2 separate regions of the Mus musculus genome follow, and region 1 is linked to region 2. Evidence: chromatin contacts called from public HiChIP or PLAC-seq data. All regions are on one chromosome and are shown on one strand. The core of a region is the stretch at or near the end of the contact, and the rest is flanking DNA. Distances in the headings are between cores, read along the strand shown.

What was found. HiChIP or PLAC-seq counts read pairs in DNA pulled down with a chosen protein or histone mark.
Region 1: a contact with region 2 is called in an H3K27ac HiChIP or PLAC-seq map of T-cell acute lymphoblastic leukemia, with 5 times the contacts expected there. The contact joins the promoter of Rpf2 here to the enhancer-like site in region 2. A contact is called at or near these places in 2 of 39 promoter capture datasets (embryonic stem cells and hippocampal neurons) and 4 of 115 datasets of contacts at active chromatin or transcription factors (T-cell acute lymphoblastic leukemia, double positive thymocytes, epiblast stem cells and 1 more).

The regions. Positions count from the first base shown.
Region 1 is chr10:40,245,716-40,248,415 of GRCm38.p6, forward strand. It overlaps Rpf2 (ribosome production factor 2 homolog), which reads right to left and starts at 1,324. Exons shown (of 10, transcript NM_023323.3): 1 at 1,238-1,324. The coding sequence starts at 1,260. It overlaps Gtf3c6 (general transcription factor IIIC, polypeptide 6, alpha), which reads right to left. Exons shown (of 6, transcript NM_026113.5): 6 at 1,986-2,700.
Region 2 is chr10:39,191,438-39,194,137 of GRCm38.p6, forward strand. No RefSeq gene overlaps it. Among named protein-coding and RNA genes, the nearest start is that of Ccn6, 29 kb to the left of the region's middle. Within about 2 kb of position 1,449, at least 73 of the 459 cell types and tissues checked have an H3K27ac peak or open chromatin away from gene starts, as enhancers often do. A contact at or near this core is called in T-cell acute lymphoblastic leukemia and double positive thymocytes, where this site is marked.

The DNA of each region.
Region 1 (2,700 bases), core at 74-2,573, 1.1 Mb after region 2:
TCACAGTTTTCTATGAACAAAATTTCTCCTCTCTCAAATAAAAATAACCCTCCATTTCCCAGTCTTGGGACAGGTAGGGAAAGAAGAAAGAGAGAAAAAAAAGAAGGGAGGAGGGACAAAAAGAGAGCGAGAGAAAGAGAGAGAGAAAGAAAAGGGGAGGTAGGGAGGGGAGGAAGGAAAGGAAGGAGAAAGGGAGAGGAAAGAAAGAAAAAAATAAAAGAAAACCCAAAATATGCATACACCTTAATTTCCCACATAGAATTTAAAAATTCTCCTCCAATGAAATGTCATGTATAAAACCAAGTTAGGCTGAGCAGTAGTGACACATGCCTTTAATCCCAGCACTTGGGAGGCAAAGGCAGGCAGATTTCTGAGTTCAAGGCCAGCCTGGTCTACAGAGTGAGTTCCAGGATAGCCAGGGCTATACAGAGAAACCCCGTCTCGAAAAAACAAACAAACAAAAAAAAAAAAAACCCAAGTTAGTCATTTAATAGTCAGTCAAAGATGTACACATTTTATTGAGTTAAATCAAGGCACACACTGTTTTTATACACTTTACAGCCCGTGTCTTTATGCAATTTGACTAACCAGTTATCAATATAAATAGCACCTTACTAGTTAGTCATAGTAGGTGCACAAAATTCATTAATGACTAAAAAGAAACTGTCGTCTACACTACATATTTACTTAAGTAGCAGAAAACTGTAAGAACCAATGCAATAGCATTTGGGAACTCAATAAGTATTTTTTGAACAAACGTAACCATCACTCAGGGAAATGCAGAAGTGTACAAGGTTGGAAGGAAAAGAAAAATTCCCATTTTGTACCTGTTGTGGCAAACACTGCTCTCTACAGTTCTATGACACACGGCTGTTGTGACAGCTATTTTTTACAGGGTAAACTGATTTAGGGCTGTTCAAATGCCCAGAGTGACAAAACTTTGAGTCCAGTTTGTCGCCTGGTTCTTGTCAGATTCCGAGGCCACCACCATTCTCACAGCTCAGAATCTATCAGCGGCGAGGTCATAAGCCGATCACAGCGTCCGCCCTCGCTCCAGTCCACCGCCCGCGGTCTGCCACCACGGCTTCCCCAGCGGCGATTCGGGACGGAGAATCGGCCGAGCCGACTCCTTCCCAGGGACCACTAGCAAAGCACGACCGGAAAGAGCGACAGCGGGAAGACCGCGTCGGAGGTCACGGGAGACTCGCCCCCACGCCATCGCGCCCCACACACTTACAGAACTTTGTCCAAAGCATCCATAGCTGCAAGATCCCTTAGCGAATGCACGTGTACCGATTACTTCCGGGAAGCCGCCGCGAGCGCCGGAAGAGACGGTGCCGGAAGTGCGAAATACCACTTCAATGGACAGCCCGGCTGTCCGCGCTGGCGGCCATTTTGGGAAGGCATGGCGTTCCGTCTCCCTTGGTTACGGAACGTTGTTTGATTGTTCTCCGGAAAGTAAACGACTTAGTCGAGGATTTGGGAGGCAAGTGTTCCTTTTCAGGGAAATAACCAGAATGCTAGAAAGGTTGGAGGTACGGTACTCAGTTACCAAAAGTACTGCTATGAAAAGGACGCCATTAACTGGGAGAGCAGTTGAAGCAGCTTGATTAACCCCTCGCCTTCTACATGAAAGATACACGAAGAATACTGCTCATCGTGACTTTCTCTCAAGTCTCAGTCATATAACTTGCATATAGTTATATAAAATACACCTGGTAATGTGTACAATTCATTGGTTTGGGTGCCTTCACAAAGCCACTGAAGCCAGCACAGCCGTGAAGGCAGTAACACCAGCATTGGGGGAGGAGAGGGCAGAATTGAAAATTAAAAATTCAACCTCCACTCCACAATGAGGTGCACGCGCACACACACACACATCAAAGAACTCAGCATTGGGCTGCAGTCCTGGCATCTCAGTACTTTAGAAAGGAAGGCTGGAAGATCAGGCTGTGTAGGGATTTAGATGCAACCATCAACTATTATCTCATGCAATATACTTTTATTACTTCAAAGAGCTCACATACCCATCCACGAGTGGCACGGTGTTGCCTGGAATTGCCTAGTCTGCTGTACATAGTATGAATTGAATCTCATAGTGTGCAGTCTTGGGTCTGACTTTATTAAATTTTGAGTTTTGTTTTGAGACAGGGTTTCTCTACATCACTTTCTCTGGCCTGTAACTTGCTATATAGATCACCGGGATCTTGAATTCTGTGTTGTTTCTGCCACTTGAGTGACAAAAATTACAGTCATTTGCCACCACAAGTGACCTAATTTACCATTGCAAGGTCTGTGCATTTGTGTGCTCTGTTTTGGGGTGAGGATCTTGAAATGCAGCCAGTGCTGGCATAGAGCTGTTGACCGTGCTGGTGTAGAACCTGAGATGCTGCCTTTCCCTATGGACCACTGGAACTAAATGCATAGCCTACCAAGATTAAAGGCATGTCCTGCCATTCCAGGAAATCCATCTTTTTGCATATTGGGATGGATAATGGCAAGTTAGGAAGGTGGCTTCTAAATAGCTTTAAAGGCCTGGCTGGAGCTACCTGGGCAGTCTCAGTGGTATAGCACTTAACTATATACACCGTCCTAGGCACAAACTCCTGTCCAAGTCTGACCGGACTATTTAAGACACTGTCTCAAAATAAATAAGCAATAAATCCATCTGGTAAACAAACTCCTTTTCCCAAGTTCTAT
Region 2 (2,700 bases), core at 199-2,698:
GGACAAGTCTTCTCACATCAATTAATATAATCATGATAACCCCCCAAGACAGGCTCACAGGCCAATGCAAAAGTAACTTTTATTCTCCTTTTAAAAGTGTTGTCTTGGAGGTTTACTGACTGTCTACTACCTAGACCTAGTCCTGGAAGCTTCTAGCCTCCTTACAATTTAATCTAGGCCTAGAATGTTTTCAGTCTTTGAGACTTACTGCTAAATAAACTCACCTTCCCTCTTTTGTTCTCTCTGAACTCTGGCTGATTTGACTCAGCTGCTCTGGTGAGAACTCCTCTCCCACCTGACTTATTCAATCTGGTTTTTCTCTCAGCCTCTGAATTGTTCTGCTTGGCCTCAACTAACTCTCACAATCTCTTCTAATCTTCTGGCTCCTTCTCATTCTCTTGCTTGTTCTGTCTGCCTGTGTCTAGCTTGTTCTCTCTTCCATCTGTCTCTGTAAAACTCTCCTGGTAAAACTGCCTCCTTCTCCTTCTCTGTGCTGCTCCACTCTCCCTCTCAACTCAATTGTCCTCCTCTCCAGGAACTCTACTGTATCCTGTATTGTACTCTCTTCTTCCTATGCTGTCTGTCTCTTCCTTGAGTAGTTTTCCTTTCCTCTCCTCAGGAGAGTTGGACATATCCTATTCTGTCAGATCTTTCTCTGATTTTTGTCACTTTGTCTGCTACTCAATTAGACATCACTTTCAAACATGGCTGCTTCCGTCTACAAAATAACTTTACCTTCATTGTTTGGGATTAAAGGTGAGTACCAATGTTGTGTCTGTATTCTGGCCAGAGGGAATAAAGAGGTGTGCTTAAGGCGAGTCACACCCTAACTAGAAACAGGTTCAATTATACTGTAACAAGCCAAACTGATGTAGATAATCCCCTGCTCAGTCTCTTCTCTGGTGATTCTAAATTGTGACAAGTTGATAATAGAACTAATTATCATACTTTGTTAGTTTTGAGACAGGCTCTCAGGTAGCTCAGGCTGGCCTTGTACTTCCTATGTAATTGGGATGACCTTGAACTCCTGATCCTTCCTATACCGGGATCTGAGGTATGTGATACCACACCAGGTTTTATTTGGTGCTAGGGATCAAGCCCAGGACTTCCTTCGTACATGCTAGGCAAGTATTTTACCACCTAAGCTTAATTTTCTGTCCATACTGTGTCCTTCTAGTAGGAATACTCTTAGGTATCAAATATCTTGACTCAAAATGAGAGGCCATTTTGAATTGATCCATTTTTGAGGAATGCTACCTAGGGGATATGTTCCTCTCTACAGTCCTGAAAGAGACTCCAGCTCACATCTACCTTCTAAACATCAGAGGCAATAACTCTCATACTCAGGAGGCCAACTATAGAATGTTATCATCGGTAATCACTTATCACTGTAGACTTCAGTACAATCAACTGCTTTTGCAAGCCTTTGGCTGTGAGCGCCTGAGCACAACAGGATGTGGTTAGGCGGTTGAAGCTCAGAGATCTGAAGAGCCCTATTGGGCAAGACAGAAGAAGGTATCTGAAAATCCCCACCTATAATATGCAAGTTTTGCTGACAGTGTTAGGAAATTCAGTTTCATTAAATATATATTTAGTTAATGCCTACCATGTACAATACATTGTGCTTCATGCATAAGGGACAATGGTTGCTTGCAGTGAGGGTGCAGTACTCTACAGGCTTAGACTGAAATAAACCCAATCTAAGCTCCACTCTGGAAGGACTTTGGTTTTCCCACTCTGACAATTGAATAGATTTGAGTTATTATCTAGGGTTCACTTCTGTCAGGCCACCTGAAGGAGTACCTAGGAGGGTTCTTAAACAAAGCATTTGCTATGAAAAGACTGAAGCAAATGATATACCAGAAAGAACTGTGTCCATTGGCACACAGCTCACATAGATGTCTCCAAGCACACAATTCTAAAAGACATGAATTGGGTTCTGAGGAATGATTCCACCTCCTTGTCATTTGGGCACTAGTGGAAACCCATGTAAAGACGAGGTCTGAGTTCAGAGGCTGGGAATTGGCAATATCTCCCAAGGTGCTAGTTGCGACTCTTTTTTTTCTCTCTGGGCTGAGAAGCTGCATCTCATTCTCTCTGCATTTTTCAGCAGTAAGAGCAGCTGTGGATGCATTTCTTGCACAAGTGCCCTGAGCTACCTGTGCTTTTATTAAAAAGACGGGAGGAAAGAATGTGATGAAAGAAGCCACTTCCCACACCCGGTGCTTGATATAAAGGCAGATCCTGCTTTTGAAAGATCCTGGCAGAATGTAAAAGGACACAGAAGCCCTGAAATTGGCAAGATAGACGTCAGTGTTAGCAGAACTAGCTTCGCTGATTTAGAAAAATAGAGGTGCACAATGATCTGGCCACTCCTTGAACCTGTGTGTCTGCCAATGTTCTGACCAGGTGTGTGCCCATTGCTGCACCTTCATTAGACTCTTTCCTTGTACCCCTCCCATACCCATTTCTTGAAAATAGACATTGTTTAGATCTGGAAATCCCCTAATCTCCCCCTTCTCCTTTCCCCCCTGAGGGCCTATAAAAACTGGGAATTCTTTCCCCTCGACTCCTCTACCCCTGCGTGGGATATGAGTCGTCCCCAGAGCTCTGGCTTTCCCGAATAAAGCCTCATGTGGTTTGCAACAAGCTCGGTCTGTCAGGTCTGTCGTGAGTTCTTGGGTGTCCACTATTGTCCTG